Linked DNA regions of Danio rerio: region 1 is linked to region 2. A link is a contact called in public HiCAR-type data. All regions are on one chromosome and are shown on one strand. The core of a region is the stretch at or near the end of the contact, and the rest is flanking DNA. Distances in the headings are between cores, read along the strand shown. Region 1 holds the start of crybg1b (crystallin beta-gamma domain containing 1b). Region 2 overlaps crybg1b (crystallin beta-gamma domain containing 1b).

The links. HiCAR-type assays count read pairs that join an accessible place to other places.
Region 1: a HiCAR-type map of caudal fin shows a contact between it and region 2, with 4 times the contacts expected there. The contact joins the promoter of crybg1b here to the enhancer-like site in region 2. A contact is called at or near these places in 6 of 18 Hi-C or Micro-C datasets (caudal fin, embryo, hematopoietic stem cells and 1 more) and 1 of 4 datasets of contacts at active chromatin or transcription factors (caudal fin).

Annotation. Positions count from the first base shown.
Region 1 is chr4:1,157,029-1,160,143 of GRCz12tu, forward strand. crybg1b (crystallin beta-gamma domain containing 1b) reads right to left here and starts at 1,468. Exons shown (of 24, transcript XM_073946800.1): 1 at 1,376-1,468; 2 at 1,248-1,289. The coding sequence starts at 1,250. It overlaps mrap2b (melanocortin 2 receptor accessory protein 2b), which reads right to left. Exons shown (of 5, transcript XM_073946806.1): 5 at 2,570-3,115.
Region 2 is chr4:1,123,776-1,127,360 of GRCz12tu, forward strand. crybg1b (crystallin beta-gamma domain containing 1b) reads right to left here. Exons shown (of 24, transcript XM_073946800.1): 16 at 3,451-3,577; 17 at 3,270-3,326; 18 at 3,038-3,150; 19 at 2,352-2,484; 20 at 2,104-2,243; 21 at 981-1,104. Among named protein-coding and RNA genes, the nearest start is that of si:ch211-152c2.3, 27 kb to the left of the region's middle. Within about 2 kb of position 1,591, at least 11 of the 62 cell types and tissues checked have an H3K27ac peak or open chromatin away from gene starts, as enhancers often do.

The DNA.
Region 1 (3,115 bases), core at 218-2,717, 33 kb after region 2:
TTTCAACAACTATAGGGTGTTATACTACAATACAATGCAGTTTACTATAGTAAAGACTAAAGTATACTAAAGTATTTACTACAGTTCATCAGTTTACTAGTTAACATGGTCATACTATAAGAGTTACAGTAAATACAACAATAAATAAGGTGTAACAGACTCTAATATGCCTCAAAAACACAATTTAGCAACTAATAAATGACTAACAATAGTGTTTTACTCATATTTTACTCAGTTTTGAGCTGAAACAGCACATTTTTAGAGTAATAACAATATTTTAGGATATTATAAAATATAGTAGGACAGCCTCTTGAAAATGAGTTTACCTTTCGTATCACAAGAACCTCACAAGGCTGGAAATATCATTTCAAACCATAGCCATGTGTTAAATCATATATATATTTACCAGCAAAGTGTCTATTTAAAGTCCCAAGATTTAACAAAGTGAAATTAAATCATCCACTTGTACATCACTCAGACTCTGTCTTAGAGCTGAATAAGGTCTGATGTCAAATGATTTTTGTTCATGTGCGTATATTATGTCTCTCCTCTTTGTAACACGATGTTATGCACGAAAAATTTCAGATATAAAACTAACAAAGTTAGTATTGCATTATATTATCACTGAAATCCTTCCACCAACCCCTTTCTCACATGAAAAACTACTATAGCAACTTACACCAAACACTACAGTACTTCTAAACCCTAGTAAAGTAATCTGCTGTGGTGATTCACTAGAGAAATATAAACAAATGACTTACTACTGTAGTTTTCAACAACTATAGGGTATTAAACTACAATGCAATGCAGTTTACTATAGTAAAAACTAAAGTACACTATTACAGTTCATCAGCTTGCTATGGTTAATATGGACACTACAGTATATGCTACAAGAGTTACAGTAAATACAGTATAAAACACTCTATTATGGCTCAAAAACACAATTTAGCAACTATATACAGTATTTACAATATATGTGGCAGACAATCCCAAATGAGCAAAACACGAAGACTCACAGACTCACAGAGCAGGAGATGAAGGCTATCAGATGGCCCTGATGCTGCAGTTCGCGCGCAAAGAAAGAGAAAATAAAAGCGCAAACGTCTGCACTAATTATTTACCTGCTTTACATGCTCGTCACACCCCTTAAAGCTCAAGCACAGACCTGTTCACCTGAATTCACACTCCAAAAAAAAAACTAATTGTGATCAGTTAAGCGTGCAAACAGTAGGAAAATGTTTGCCTACCATGATCAGTTGCACTCGCTGCTGTTCCGAGATCAGCTGATCCTGAAGAGCGTCACAAACACAATGAGAAAACACACTTGCAAATGCATCACTATTATTATTAACTTGATGAGATGTGGGAGGTTTACCTGTGGGTGTCCATATATGTGCTGCTGAACAGGTGGATCGAGAGAACGCACAGGTATGACGGCTGTTGTGCAACGCTGCGGTCTGACAACACTGAATTATTAATGCATTAGGGCTCTCCACCCACAGTTAGACTTTGGCGTCAACACACGGTTTAAGTGTTTTAATTAGGAGCTTCAACAACAAACTCTCGCATAAAATATCTTGCAGGCTTTCCGTTCAAACTCGTCTGCGAGCGTGTTTGGGCTTGATGGTTTTATAGGCAGACAGAGAGGTTAATGTTCACTGGAGCTGTAGGTTTGTGGGTCACTATACACACACTCTCCCATGGCTGTTTGCTGAATCATCTTGAGGAAAATATTAGAAAGCGCACTGAAACAAAACTATTCATTGGATTTATTAATTTATTTATTTTTTAAGGTAAGTGGTTGCAAATTTTTTATATGGGCTGAACTTAAACAAATTAAATTTAGCAATGTTCAACTTAATTTGTTTGTTTAAATTAAGCTTTTATAAATTGTTTGCACACCACTTATCTTAAAAAATGTAGTAAATCCCATTATGCATTAGTTTTTTAAATGCTTCATTTAATGCTTCATACATCATTTTTTGAGTGTGTACTGGATATTATTTGACTTAGTTTTTTTGATCAGCAGCATGCACTAAAATACTTCTAAAGCACCAAATTAGAGGTCTTTATAGTTTGTAACAGCGGCAGATCCATTTGTTTTGGTTCCAAACAGAACCCTTTTCTTAAGTCTACATAAGAAAGCATGCTGTAAAAGTGCTATACAGGAGTTAGGAATATTTGTAATAAAATTTTCATAAAGATTAATCATATATCTATAATTATTTTAGAATTATTAGCTTATATATGTGGTAAAATATTATACATAATAAAAAAAGAATTGTATCATAACAGTTTTAAGTTTAAATATAATACATTTTGTTCTATAATTTTGTTAATAATAATAATATTAGTCTTGTCTTGCATATTGCAGGCTCTGTTAAGGTTTAATATATATATATATATATATATATATATATATATATATATATATATATATATATATATATATATATATATATATATATAAAACCATGCAGGAAGGTAGATTTATTTCTTATTCTTATATTCTTTCTTCTGAAATGCATTTCTTTATTGTAGCTGAACACATTAATAAATAGCTTCTTGCTAATTGCTAAAAAGGAATGTTCTGATATTTATTGCACGTTTGCTTTCTTGACGTTATGTATATTCCCAATAAAGATATTTAAACAAGACAGACAGATGGACGTATAGATGGATGAATGGACAGATGGATCAACAGACACACAGATAGATAAAGATTAATAGACAGACAGACAGACAAACAAACAGATAGAACAACGAATGGATGGATGGAATGACAGATGGATGGATAGATAGAATGACGGTGATATGGATAGATCGACACAAATAGACAGACAGACAGATAGACAGACAGACAGAAAGACAGACAGACAGACAGACAGAACAATGGATGGATGGATGGATGGATGGATGATAGTTGGACGGACGGACAAATGGATGAATAGAGATAGAAAGAATGACAGATGGATGGATAGATAAAAGACAGAACAGAACGAAAGAAAGAAAGAAGAATGTTTGTCAAAATATATTTTCCATTTTTCACAACTTATGACTTGACAGGTAATTTGAGCAGAATCTCCAATGCTCCAGTGGTGTAATGAGACCTGAT
Region 2 (3,585 bases), core at 341-2,840:
CCCCCTAGGCACTTGTCTTTCACCACAGAATCTGCAGAGGGTGGAGCCTCTTAGCAAGGGTGCATTTTGATAGCCCGCCCCCTGCCTACTTGATATTCACTACAGGATCTTCAGTGAGTGGAGCCTCTTAGTATGTAGGCATTTTTATAGCCCCGCCGCCTAGGCAATTGACTTTCACTACAGAATCTGCAGTGGGTGGAGCCTCTTTCTGGCATTTTGATAGCTTCGCCCCCTTTGGACTTAAATTTTACTACAGGTTCTGCAGTGTACATTGCTTCTTAGTAAATGTGCGTTTTGAAAGCCCCGCCCCCTAGGCGCTTAACTTTCACTACAGAATCTGCAGTGGGTGGAGCCTCTTAGTAAATGTGCAGTTTGATTACCCCGCCCCCTAGGTGCTTGACTTTGACTACAGATCCTGCAGTGGGTGGAGCCTCTTAGTAAGTGGGCATTTTGATAGCCCGACCCCCAAGGCACTTGTCTTTCACAACAGATTTTGCAGTGGGTGGAGCCTCTAAGTAAGTGGGCATTTTGAAAGCCCCACCCCTACACACTTGTCTTTGCTGTAGGATCTGCAGTGGGTGGAACCTCTTGGTATGTAGGCATTTCGATAGCCCCGCCCCTACACACTTTACATTCACTAGAAGATCTCCAGTGGGTGGAGCCTCTCAGTATTTAGGCATTTTGATGGCTCCGTCCCTATAAACTTAACATTTACTACAGGATCTGGAGTGGGTGGAGCCTCTTATTCTGGCATTTTGATAGCCTACACACCCCTACACACTTCCAACCCTGCTTCAACACCTGTAGGCTTCAAACAAGCCTGAAAGACTCAATTAGTTTGATCAGGTGTGTTTAATTAAGGTTGGAGCTAAACTGTGCAGAGCTGTGGCCCTCCAGGAACTGAGTTTGGCCTCTTACATAGCCACGCCCTAACACACTTGAGTTTCACTGCAGGATATGCAGTGGGCGGAGCCTCTCACCTGTATAAGTGGTCGGAGTGATCCAATTCGCTGCCAGGAGGAGAATTTATGCCAATCAGGAATGGCCCCTGGCTTCAGCAGAATCTGGGACCCTCTGAAGTTGTTGGCCTCATACAGAACCCACCTGTCCATCAACACACACACACACACACACACACACACACAGGTAAACACACGCTCAAACAAGCACATTTGCTGACAGATCTCCACCCTGTTCTCTCTCTAACGCACGTCTGTCTGGAGCCTGCGGTCAGTTCAGGCTAAATATACACACTCATGATCCTCCATGGAAAAAGCTGGCCATTTTAGGGAACAGTTTGTATTTTAGGGCCAAGAAAACCTCAAAAGTGAGCGATCTGAAAGTGTTTCCAGAGTTAGGCATGTTTGTGAAGTGTACAGTAGTCTAACACACGAACACACACTCTTTACGCTGTCATTTCTGCAGGTCTGGAGAGAAAGGGAGCAGATTTGACACGACTGTGCTGAATTTACCACAGTGGTGAAGTCTTTCCACTCTGAGTCGCTTTTTCTGCCTGTTTAAGTGTGTGTGTTTGTGTGTGTGTGTGTGTGTGTGTGTGTGACACATTTCCTGCAGACTGCACATAAACACTGGAGTCTCTGTGCTCATGGAGACCAGCAAACACAGATCATGAGTGCAGAATCGCAGAGGAAGAGGACAGAAACACACACACACACACACACACACACATGCAGAAGCTGAACTCTCAGTCTGTATAAATGATGAATAAATGATCTCACACTATTTAAATGATAAATAAAGATTATCAGCAGGACTTACAGCAGTAAATAACTGAGGAATTGAAGCCTGTTCGGCAAATATTTGACTGCGTGTCACTGCATCCCAAACCCCTAAAATGATCTTACTAAAGCAATGTCCACTGTGCTGAGCGAGAGCACTTCTCTTCTGGTAATCTGAACAGCGCATCATCAATGTAAGCGTGCTCCGGCTCAGATGCCTTGTGAGTGCGGGCCGTCAGGGGAAAGGGGAGGGGGGACAAGCGTGCTTTGGCCCTGTTTGCCTGTGTGTGCCTGTATTTGTATGCACATGATGGAGTATATGTGTGTATCTGTGTAATTGTGTTTCTGTGTGTGTGTTTCTCACATGCCGCCCTCCACCAGCACAGAGCAGACTCTGGTGCAGCTGTCGGTGAGCTGCAGGTTGACGGAGCTGCACTTCAGGAGCGTCCGCCGGCCTCTGAGTCCACAGCGCTCGAACAGAACCACTGAGGGCACTGAAAACTCCTGCACACACACACACACACAGGCACACACATTAAGATGATTATTCAGGATTGCAGCTGAAGTACTCATGATGGTGTGTGTGTGTGTGTGTGTGTGAACGTCTCTTACGTGTCCGGTTGGCTGGACAGACTGCACTGCTGTGTGGAGCTGCATGAAGCCCATCGTCCTCAGATCCGGATACACACCTTCATCCAGAACACACTGAACACCTGAGAACCTCTGAGCAGCAAACACCTGCCAGCTGAGACACACACACACACACACATATAAGAACATCTGGATATGACACCTTCCAGTTGACAAACACACACATGCATACACACACACATATATATATACACGTGCACACAAACATACAAATGTGCACGCACACACACACACACACACATATATATATAAACAGACACTCACAGACACACTCCTAAACTCACACACACATTTGCACGAACACACACAGAAAAACACAGACACACTCATGCACAAAAACACACACACACACACAGATATAAACCTCGCACAAATACAGGCATGCACACACCAATACACACACGTGCATAAGCAGGCATACAAACATACACAGACACACTCATGCACAAATACACACGCAGACACACACACAAGCGTATACACACAAACACATACATATGCGCATGCACACACAAACACACACACAAACACACACACACACATATATATAGATATATATATATATATGAACACACAGACACACATAAGCATGCAAACACACCCACACACACACACACACCCACACACAGGTAAACCCCACACCAGACCTGCCAGACAGGACCCTGCAGGAGCGCGCGCTGAAGCCCTGGGGCATTATGGGTAATGAGTCCTGCAGCAGCACAGACGCTCCTCTGCAGTCACACTCAGAGAACAGCTCCATCTGTTACACACACACACACACACACACACACACACACACACACACACACACACCAGTTAATCTTGTCTGTATTTTTAACAGTGACTGAAGGAATCAGAGTGATACAGCTCCACACACACCTGGAAGTGGCAGCAGCTCTCCACACGCTCCTGAAACAGCAGAGAAACACATGAGAGCTGATCTGGAGTCAGTACAGTCCACTTATACAGCCAACATCAGCCACAAGACTCAATAGTGCGCTCATTATACACAACGCATCACTCAGCATCATGTATGTGTGTGTGTGTGTGTGACTCTCACCACCATCACTGGGATCACAGAGCAGATCCGGCTGTCTGACGCACCCCAGTCCTCCGGTGCTCCGTACAGACCCTTCTCCAGCACATACTGCTGGCCCGAGAAACCAGGAGCCTCGAACGCCAGCCAGCTACACAC